Regions from separate parts of the Mus musculus genome. Here all the other regions are linked to region 3. The links are chromatin contacts, called in public promoter capture Hi-C maps. All regions are on one chromosome and are shown on one strand. The core of a region is the stretch at or near the end of the contact, and the rest is flanking DNA. Distances in the headings are between cores, read along the strand shown. Region 1 holds the start of Atl3 (atlastin GTPase 3). Region 2 holds the start of Plaat3 (phospholipase A and acyltransferase 3). Region 3 holds the start of Rab3il1 (RAB3A interacting protein (rabin3)-like 1).

The links. Promoter capture Hi-C pulls out the DNA fragments that hold promoters and counts their contacts.
Region 1: a promoter capture Hi-C map of hippocampal neurons shows a contact between it and region 3, with 5 times the contacts expected there. A contact is called at or near these places in 1 of 39 promoter capture datasets (hippocampal neurons) and 1 of 130 datasets of targeted methods (acute myeloid leukemia).
Region 2: a promoter capture Hi-C map of hippocampal neurons shows a contact between it and region 3, with 5 times the contacts expected there. A contact is called at or near these places in 2 of 39 promoter capture datasets (frontonasal cranial neural crest and hippocampal neurons).

Annotation. Positions count from the first base shown.
Region 1 is chr19:7,492,877-7,495,838 of GRCm38.p6, forward strand. Atl3 (atlastin GTPase 3) reads left to right here and starts at 1,562. Exons shown (of 13, transcript NM_146091.4): 1 at 1,562-1,785. The coding sequence starts at 1,740. Gm52401 (a long non-coding RNA gene) reads right to left here and starts at 918. Exons shown (of 2, transcript XR_003952920.1): 1 at 741-918; 2 at 1-171.
Region 2 is chr19:7,556,178-7,559,238 of GRCm38.p6, forward strand. Plaat3 (phospholipase A and acyltransferase 3) reads left to right here and starts at 1,282. Exons shown (of 5, transcript NM_139269.2): 1 at 1,282-1,387; 2 at 1,755-1,818. The coding sequence starts at 1,804.
Region 3 is chr19:10,016,849-10,020,094 of GRCm38.p6, forward strand. It overlaps Rab3il1 (RAB3A interacting protein (rabin3)-like 1), which reads left to right and starts at 1,346. Exons shown (of 10, transcript NM_144538.3): 1 at 1,346-1,511. The coding sequence starts at 1,501.

The DNA.
Region 1 (2,962 bases), core at 312-2,811, 2.5 Mb before region 3:
CCTTGGGCAGTTTATAGGCAACTATACAAATTAAAAATCTCACCTGGAGCGTGGGTGATTCACAAAGAACCTGCACTCCTGATGAGTTCCATGGGCAGCTTCAGTAATGGAAGAGTCCTTCTGGTCAATTTGCTCTTGGATATACACCTTCCTCCAATGAGTCTCCTGTGGCTGATTCAAGACAGCAATGGTCATGTCCACCTTAGAAGAAACAACTACACAATAGCCTAGAAGATCTAATTTGGTTTAAATCTAAAAGCTAGAAGAGAGTTTCCTAACAGTCTTGAGAGTTTGGGGGGTAAAGGGGCTCAAAGAGGGGTTAAAGAAGTGTAAACAGGATTTCTTTAGGTAGGCTACGAATAATTTTTACCTCATAACCTTTGGCATAATTGCTCAGGAAGTAAAGATAGCTGAAAGGCTTGGCAGGGTGTAGAGATAGAGGGAAGTTCAGGGTAGGCCGAAGGAATAAAGAAAACATTTGCTGAATGAACGAAACAATGGTGAGGAAAAATCAAGTCACTGGGGTGACACTACCTCCATCTATAGGATTTGTTAGAAAACAGTATTTAGTTGTGGCAAATTGTATTTTCACAATATGTCAAGTATGAATAAAAGCATTTCCCAACAACTTCCTTTTGTAAAGTAACTTTGAATCACGGTCCTAGAAGTCTAAAGTTTACAAAAGGTGGGTCATGGCTCAGAATAGTCTGAGGTCGCGCGAAAATGAGACAGAGACTCACTATGTAGTTCAGGAAGGTATTGAACACCTGATCCTCCTCTCCTGGTCTCCAGTACTGGGATTACCAGCGTGCCACCCGGAGCCTGACTTAGTAAGGTCTTACTTTAGCTTTTTGTTTGTTTGTTTTGTTTTGTTTTTTTGTTTTTCGAGACAGGGTTTCTCTGTGTATCCCTGGCTGTCCAGGAACTCACTTTGTAGACCAGGCTGGCCTCGAACTCAGAAATCCTCCTGCCTCTGCCTCCCAAGTGCTGGGATTAAAGGCGTGCGCCACCACGACCGGCGTTACTTTAGCTTTTAGTAAGCCTTGGTCAGATCAGAGATTAGGGGTGATGGTGATGATAATGAAGTCACGATGGTCTGTCCTTGTGAAGTCAAAGTCGAAGCGTTCGCGTCATCATGTTAATTCTTTCATACCACCACCTGTAGTCCTGGCCAGCGAGGAACACCAGAGCCCAGCACGCGGGCCGGGTGGGGGCTCCCGGCGGGAACCGGGTGGCCAAAGCCCGGCCCTGGTCCCCGGGTTAGGCGCCGGGCAGGGTCTTCCGAGAGCCCTCCTCATTTTTTTCCCTTTGCAAGGCCTAATGGGAGTTGTAGTTCAGCGGTAGGAAGACCCACTCGGCCCAGTCCTGTCCTCCGTTTCCTCTACGCCCCGGATGAGGGCGAACACCCGGGTCAGAGGGGCCGGGCCCAAGAAAACGCCGAACTACAATTCCCGATGGACCCGACATTCCAGTACGCAGTCACAGGTACCCGCGGCACGATCCCCGCTCCGGCGCACGCGCACCGAACGGTGGCGGGACTCGGCCGCGTGCGCTTTCCCGCCCTCGTCACGCCCTGCGCCATCGGCAGGGCTGTCTCCTGAGCTGTAGGCTTTCTCCGCGCGCCCCTCCTTCTCGGTTTCTCCCCAAGTCCAGGCTCCGCCTGTTTCCCTCCTCCAGGGCAGCCTCAACCCGCTCCTGTCTTCTCTGCCTCTGCTACTTCTGCTGAAGGAGGAGGCTCCATGTTGTCCCCTCAGCGAACTGCAGCGGTGGCATCGAGAGGAGCAGGTGAGGCGTCCAATTTTCCCGGGACCCGGTCCGTGGTTACCCACGCTGCCTCCCAGTGCTTCGGCTCCGAGGTGACAAGCCGTCCCTGCCGCCGCCTTTTTTGGTGTGGCGACGGGAGGCCGCACCGCCGGGTGTCTCGGCTCGGAATTCAGGGCCGGGGCTCCTGGAGCGGGGAACGTTCCCAGTCTCCGCCGGGAGCCCGCGGCCTCCTGCGGCCTGGTGTTCTGGCCCGTCGAGCTCCGCCCTGTGCTGGGCAGGGCGTGCCGGGCGGTGGCGCGCTCCGGGTCGGGAAGCGAGGTTGGCGGTCCGTCTTAACGGGCCGGGATCGGCGGAAGGCTTTATTGTTGAGCCTTAAAGTGCTGGAATGCTGCGGTGCAGCCTTGGAGTTGAAAGGTTTTATTTTAAACGAAAAGACCTTGAGATACTGACAAGTATTAGTAAAGTTCGTTTTCCACCCGCGCTTATCTCCATGTTTGGTGATAAAAGAATTGGCCTAAATTTGGTTGTTTTGTTTTGCAAGTTTTTTGTTTTGTTTTTTTTTTTTTTAAAGTAAGTTTGGTTCCTTTGGCTTTGCCGGAGACATAAAATGAGGTGGTAAAAGTACTAAATGAAAACCAAATAGTCCCTCCGTAAATTCATGGATGCAGTTTCGCCTGTCATTTTACCTGGCACTGTGCTTGTTTAATGGGTATGGCCCTGAAATGATTGCAAGTTTCAGTTGCGAAATCTAAAGGAAAAAAAAAAGAAGAGTCAACAGTAGTGTTTGAAGAATTTTTTAGCAAACCCCAGTCTTCAAATTTGAGTACGAAGTGGAATGTTTTGCAAAAGGTGAAGAAAAAAAAAAAAAAAAAAAAAAAAACCCCTAGCAGTCTAAAACGTCATGGTTCTCAGTTTTGTTTTGGAGAAGTGGAGTTAAGTAAAACCTACGTTAAGGATTTGTACTCTATGTCAGTATTCAGCTTACATACAAACTGCAACATCAAATGAGGGCTGTTTTGCTTCCTACGAAAACCAGCTTGTATTCTAGAAATTCCTGTGCAGCTTTTACATGCGTGAGGGGATGTATGGGTGAAAAACATTTTCACCTAGTGAAGCATAAGGCCAATACCAACATTGTTTTATTTTCGGTAGTTTACTGTCTTTTGTAATAGTCATAACCATAAGAAAAACAGTTGAG
Region 2 (3,061 bases), core at 32-2,531, 2.5 Mb before region 3:
TTTTCATTTGTGCAATGGTAATATACTGTTTTAAACATCTAACCTTTTATGTTCATGGATTTGATTTCAAACACGAATAAAGTAATCTCTGAATATTGAAAAGGAAATCAAAAGAAATTACATATTTCATGTTCCTCAATCAAAATGCCAGGGAGTGTATTTTTTTAACTCCTTCAATTACAAAAATGTTTTGAGATTTATTTTATGAGTGTAACAGAGCTTCAGACTTAGTGGGCCCCAAGACTTTAGCACAACTGACTCCATGATGGAAGTATCATTCAGGCAGACAGCACCACCTGCCAAAGCTAAAACAGAGGCCAGGTGTACTAATCTTATTTTTGGCTTCTGTGAGCCTGCTTTTGGCTAACTGTTCTTGTTAACTGAAGAATGCCAACCCAGAACATGGTTTTTGTGTTTAAAAGCTCACTCTGAGAAAAGCTAAGTGCTACACTGAACACCCACTGTAGTTGACAGCCAGGCTAATAAAGACTTTCTATTGGCTGAAACCCCTGTGCAAGCTGTCTTCTCTATGTGTGTTTTGTCAGTATGTGTGCACATGTACCAGGTCTGTACCTCATGAGTAACAATGTCAAAAGAAGGTATTGGATCCCCTGGAACTGAGTTAATCATGGTTGTGAGCCACCATGTGGATCCTGGGAACCATCCGGGGCCCTTTGCAAGAGCAGCAAGTGCTCTCAACCCCTGAGCCAGCTCCTCAACCCCACATTACTGTTGTTGTCATTATTTTTATTTTTATTATTATATTTTGGATTTTTGAGGCAAGGTCTCTTTGCATAGCTCTGGCACCCTTGGAACTCACTATGTGGAGCTAGCCTCACAGAGATGGGCCTGCCTCTGCCTCCTGAGTGCAGGAAACAAAGGCATAAACAACTACATCTGGCTATTATTATCATCATCATCATCATTATTTATTATTATTATTTTGGAGAGAAGATCTCAAACAGTAGCTCAGGCTAACTTTAAACTTATGGCAATCCTCCTGCTTCAGCTTGTCAAATGCTAGGATTTCAGGCATGTATTACTCTTAAAAAATAGCCTTTTGGTATGATTCATGTACAAAGATTAAATGTAATTCGACATAACATGTTCTTCCATGAGGAGTGTGTATAGGCTGTCAAGGGCTGGGGAATCTGGGGCAGAGGAGCAGAGAGGCGGGAACGCAGCGGGAGGGAGGCATCTAAGTGACTACTGAGTAGTGGCATGCCCTTGGCGACGCTCTCATTAGCCAGTTACAGGAGGAGGGGCGGGGTGATCTGGCTCAGCCTGGACTCTGCGGCCATTAAACCAGTCCCCATTGCGCTGGCCTCCACTTGCCTACTTGGGGCGCGAGGAGGTTGGAGAGTTTTTTTCTGGGACCCAAGCAAAGGTGAGAAGCCCGGGTGCCTCTGCGGGTCCCCGAGGGCTGTCTGGGAGGCGGAGAGTGTTTCGGCTGCGTAAACAAGCCAGGCGAGAGCTGCCACCTGTCTGCCATCCGCCGTACGCGGAGAAAAGGAGCCAGGGGCGCACGAATGCCTGCCTGGCCAGGAACCCTGCTGGTGACCAAGGATCCCGTGAGCCGCTTCTGCCCTACAGAGAGGGATTTGTCTATTCAAGGGCAAGCTCAGGTCAGAGCGGAGGAGAGCGAGAAAGTTGGAGAAGTTTGGTGGAAGTTTCTGGAGGGCTCTGCTAAAAGCTACCCTGCTCCTGGAGACTTGCTAGAGACTTAATGAGCTTTGCTCCCCTCTGTGTCTTAGGCATCCACGCTGCTGCTAAGCTGAAATTGAAGCTCACACATCCTGGAAAATGCTAGCACCCATAGTAAGTACAGCGTGAGAAGCCAAGGGTGGGCCAGGGATGGGTGTAGTGTTTTAATGGTGACTCTTGTTTTCTCCGGGTCTGACTCGCTGTTTTGAAGAGAGGAGCTTTGTAGTGAGGAAGCTACATTTGAACCCTTGGGGGATCAGGTATGAGCTGTGGGTCAGCTGCCACCTGTTGAGCCTCAGCAGTTGGCTGCCACCCTGCTTGAAACATGCTCAATAGAAAGCAGTAGAGGGGGGGAAGTTGGGGGCTGGGTCTTCTTACCAAACCCGGACCCTGGGCAGGTTCCTGGGTCGAATGTCTGAAGTTGATTCTGCTTATTTTTGTCTTGTCAGCTGACCCATGGCCATCCCTGCTGCCAGCAAACACTCAGCTCTGGCTTTTCCTTCATTTCTTCCCTCCATCCCCCCTTCTCTTTTCTTTCTGATTTTTGTTTTGCTTTTGTTTTTGAGACAAGGCTTCAGGTAGCCCAGACTGGCCTCAAACTTCCTATTTAGCGAGGACAGTTTCTTCCTTCTGGTTTCTCTGCCCCCACCTCTTGAGTGCTGGAATTATAGGTGTGAGGCCCCATACCCAGTTTTGTGAAGCCCTCCTGCATGGTAGGCAAGCACTCTACCGACTGAGCCACATCCCAGCCCCCGGCATCTTTGTTAACCCATGATGTCTTGAGATTGGAACAGGGCAAATGTCTTCTTCATTTTAACAAGACTGTTGATTTGGTTCAGGTTTTTGCAGACAACCCTCTTGGGATTGTGCTCCAGCTGAGTACTGGTGTGGGATTATAATCAAGTTCAAGTTTATTCGGTTCCCAAGTGAAAACAACACTTAAAACCTAACAGTTCTCATAGCAGCAGAGTCACTCCAGGCTGCACTTTCTGTTTCTGGTACTGTGAGGCCAGGCTGTTTTGCTTTCTGTTTGAACCCGGGAAAACCCAAGAGCACAGAAGTTAGCACTATATTTTATATTTTCCATATAAAGCTTGAACTCTGCTGAGCCGTGAGGAGCTGACTCATAAAAATACATGTTTGTCTCAGTTGTGTGTTTTGACTGTGTAACCGTGTGTTGATATAATTTTGTTGTAGTAGACAATTTAAAAAGCATGTTTGTGTATATGTATGTGTGTGTTTGTGTATGTGTTTTGGGGGGCATGCATATGCCGTGGCAAACATGTAGAGGTCAGGGAGCTGTCTGCGGGAATTAGTTCCCCTCTTCGCTATTTGGGTTCTGGGATTTGAAGTCAGG
Region 3 (3,246 bases), core at 96-2,595:
TGTGTTGTTTGGGGGGGGGGGTTCTTTTGTTGTTGCAGGGTTTTATTTTGGTTTGTTTTTTTGGCTTTTTGAGACAGAGTTTTTCTGTGTAACAGTCCTAGCTGTCCTGGAACTCACATTGTAGAGCAGGCTGGCCTTGAACTCAGAGATCTTGCCTGTCTTTGCCTCCAGAATGCTGGGATTAAAGGTGTGTGCCACCACACCCTGGCTTTTCTGTTTTGAAAAGAGCCACTATTAGTTGGTGAAGATGGGTCCTAGGCAAGTCAAGGTTCTGGCAGTAGAGGTCCTTTAAAGCAGGTCTCCCATTCTCCTACCATTTACCATACTGGAATTCCATAAGCCAAGCGTGTGGTCGTAGTCACTGAGGGAGCTGAGGAGAAAGTATTAGTTCAGCCCAGAAGCTGGAGACCAATCTAGGTGGTACATGACCAACACCCTCAGAGAAGAGGGGGCTAAGGGAAAGGAGAGAGGGAGGCTGGGGTTCCAGCCTGGAGAATTTCTTCGTTTCACGTGGTCCTTAGCAGTTCAGAAGGGGCGGCTGTTGTGTAGATGGATGAGTGAAATGTGTTCTTACAAGCCCAGGGAGCACTGTAGACGCTGCCTGTGGGAGCTGGTCTAGCAGTACTCAAGGAGAGGTTGACTATGGGCTCTACTTATTGGATCCTGATCTGAGGCTGAACTTCATTCAGGTCAGTGGTTAGAGCCAGGATAAAAGGAGGGCATAGGAACTGAGGGACAGGTGACTAAGCTTTTTACAAATCTTTTTTTAAGTACCTGGGACAGACAGGTGCTAGCGAAGTTGGCAGAGACGTCTCCTGTGCTTAGGATGGCTTGAAAGGCAGGGACGAACAGAGTATTCAGAGATGCAAGAGGAGGGACCTGGAAGTAGAGCTGGTAAGATTGGGCCAAGGTAGCGCTCTCTTAGCTTAAACTGCTCAACGAATGATAACTTGTTCAGGGTCTGCCCCGCCCCCTTCCCAGAAGCCCAGTGTCAATCAGGGATTGATGCCATCTAAGAGCTCCAGAGACCGGTAACAGGGCTAGAAGTCTGAATGAGGGTACAGGAGCTGTTTGTCCACTTTGAGTGACAATCTGAGCGAGAAACAGAGCTGAGACCACCCCCGAGAGCCATTGTAGGTTCTCAAACAAGGGTGGACCAAAAGTGCAAGGCAGAAAGTGATAGGGAAAGGCGGAGGCCAGCTCTGGATGCAAGATGATGGAACCAGTCCCGTTCACTCTGGCGGGTCATTGTCCCCAGGCAGCAAGAGGGACAGGGCTGGGCCGGCAAAGGGGCGGGACCGGGCACGTGGCCTGGGGCCCGCCTCTCAGACACGTGACCCGCCCAGGGCAGGGGAAGGGCTCCGGTGGGGCGGAGCCGCAAACCCAGGGCGGCCAGCGGGACAGACTGGCGGTGGAGCGATTGACAGGCGGCAGGGCAGCTCTGGGGCCCCCGGCAGAGTTGGCGGCGCGCGAGGACGCGGCTACGGCGGAGACGCTGGGATGTGGAGCGGGTAGGTCCCTGCACGCCGGTGGCTCTGCGCTCCGTCTGGGCCGTGCTGGCCTCCTGGGATGGGTGAACAGGGGCTCACTGCTGTTGTTTGCACCCCACTTGGGAGATAATCTGTACTCTCAGCCCTGCCTGCAGCAGCGAGGTGCATTGTAGCATGAGGACACACTGCAGCCCGAGAGCTGAAAGGACCTTGGCAGGACCGATCTGAGTTGCCCCAGGGTGAGAAGGGTGACCCCCTCCAACTCCTAGCTCCAGTGGAGTGCATGAGAGAAGTGGTAGTGGGGGTGGTGCATAGTAGTATGCATACCTCAAAAGTAAATCTGGGGCACGTATTTAAAGGAGAGCACACCCATGAACTCTGGAGAAGCAGTGCAGTTGAGAAAGCTAGCTGTGTCTCTCCAAGGTCCATCCCTAGCTAGTTGACTAGAACCTTCTGATTCAAGATGTGAGGTGGGTGGTACCTTCCCACAGTCTGGAGGGAGATAGGCACAGACCCTGAGTCCTGGGTGAACCCCTTTCCCACCCCTCATCCTCACTTCCATCTGTTAGGGCCATCGGTTCTTGAAGCTGACTCCTGTTCTTGGCCAGTCTAATAGGAGGAGACCTTGCTCCCTGTTCACATAGGTTGATGTTCTTTCTTGTCTAAATAGACAAACGCCTCCTCCTTCCAGGACTGCAAAGACTAGGTCTTGCGGTTGTTCCTGCTAAGGACTGTTTCAGGATAGGCAGAGGATAGGCGGAAGGAGGAGAGCCCTGGGGAGGGGAACAGGTGAGATCTATTTACTCTCACGGACCCCAGCTGATTGGAGTCGAAATGCTAGGGGAACCATGCAGCTTCGACACGGCCAGGGCACTAGAACTGAGCTCCTGTGGGGTGTGGGCTGGCTTGATCTTTTAGAGGGAGCAGAAGTCAGCCTGTGTTTCTTGGAGAGTTGCTCCAGGGAAGGAGGCTAGCTAGGCTTGGGAAGTGTTTTGGGTGGGTTCCTGGTGCCTGCCTCTGGTGGAGGCAATTGTGCTTGGAGGAATGCATGTGCCTGGGGCTGTGTGTTTGAGGAGCAGCCTGGTCTGAAGGAAGCTGTGAGCCTTTCTGCTGGGTGGACCGAGACAATTGCTGTATGGCCCTCAGGGTAACAACACCCCCTTCTCTGGGTTGGAGCCAGCTTGAGCACTTTGGGGGAGGAGGAGGGTCAGAGGAGATGTCAGGTGTCCTGTCTCTCTCTGTATTCCCAGGTCTCTCACTGAACCTGGAACTTGTTGAGCCAAGCTGGTGGCGAGTATATGCCAGTGATTCTCACGGTGCTGTGTCCCCTCGCAGTGCTGAGCTTGCTGGTGCATATGATGACCACACTGGGATCTGAACTTGGGTCCTCAGGCTTACACAGAGAGCCTTCTTACCCACTGAGCCGTCTTCCCAGCCCTTGGACATAGGGATCCGAGTCTGAGTGTCTAGAATGTTCTGGGGACTTAGGGGCCTTGGAGCACTCCACTCCCTGCAGAAGGTGAGAGGGACCATGCTCCGGGTCATGTCAGCTCTAAGAGGTATATCCTAGGAGGTATGTATCCTAGCCCAGGAAAGCTTGGAGCCCGGCCATTCTGGGGTTTCTGGAGGTTGGCTTCCTACTGTAAATTGAACTGAGCTATGGTGTTTTGTTTATGGCAGAGTCCTAAATGGCGATAAGCAGAAGTGACTGGGCCCTGTAGGAGCCAGGAGTAGAGATCCTTCTGAGGGTAAACCT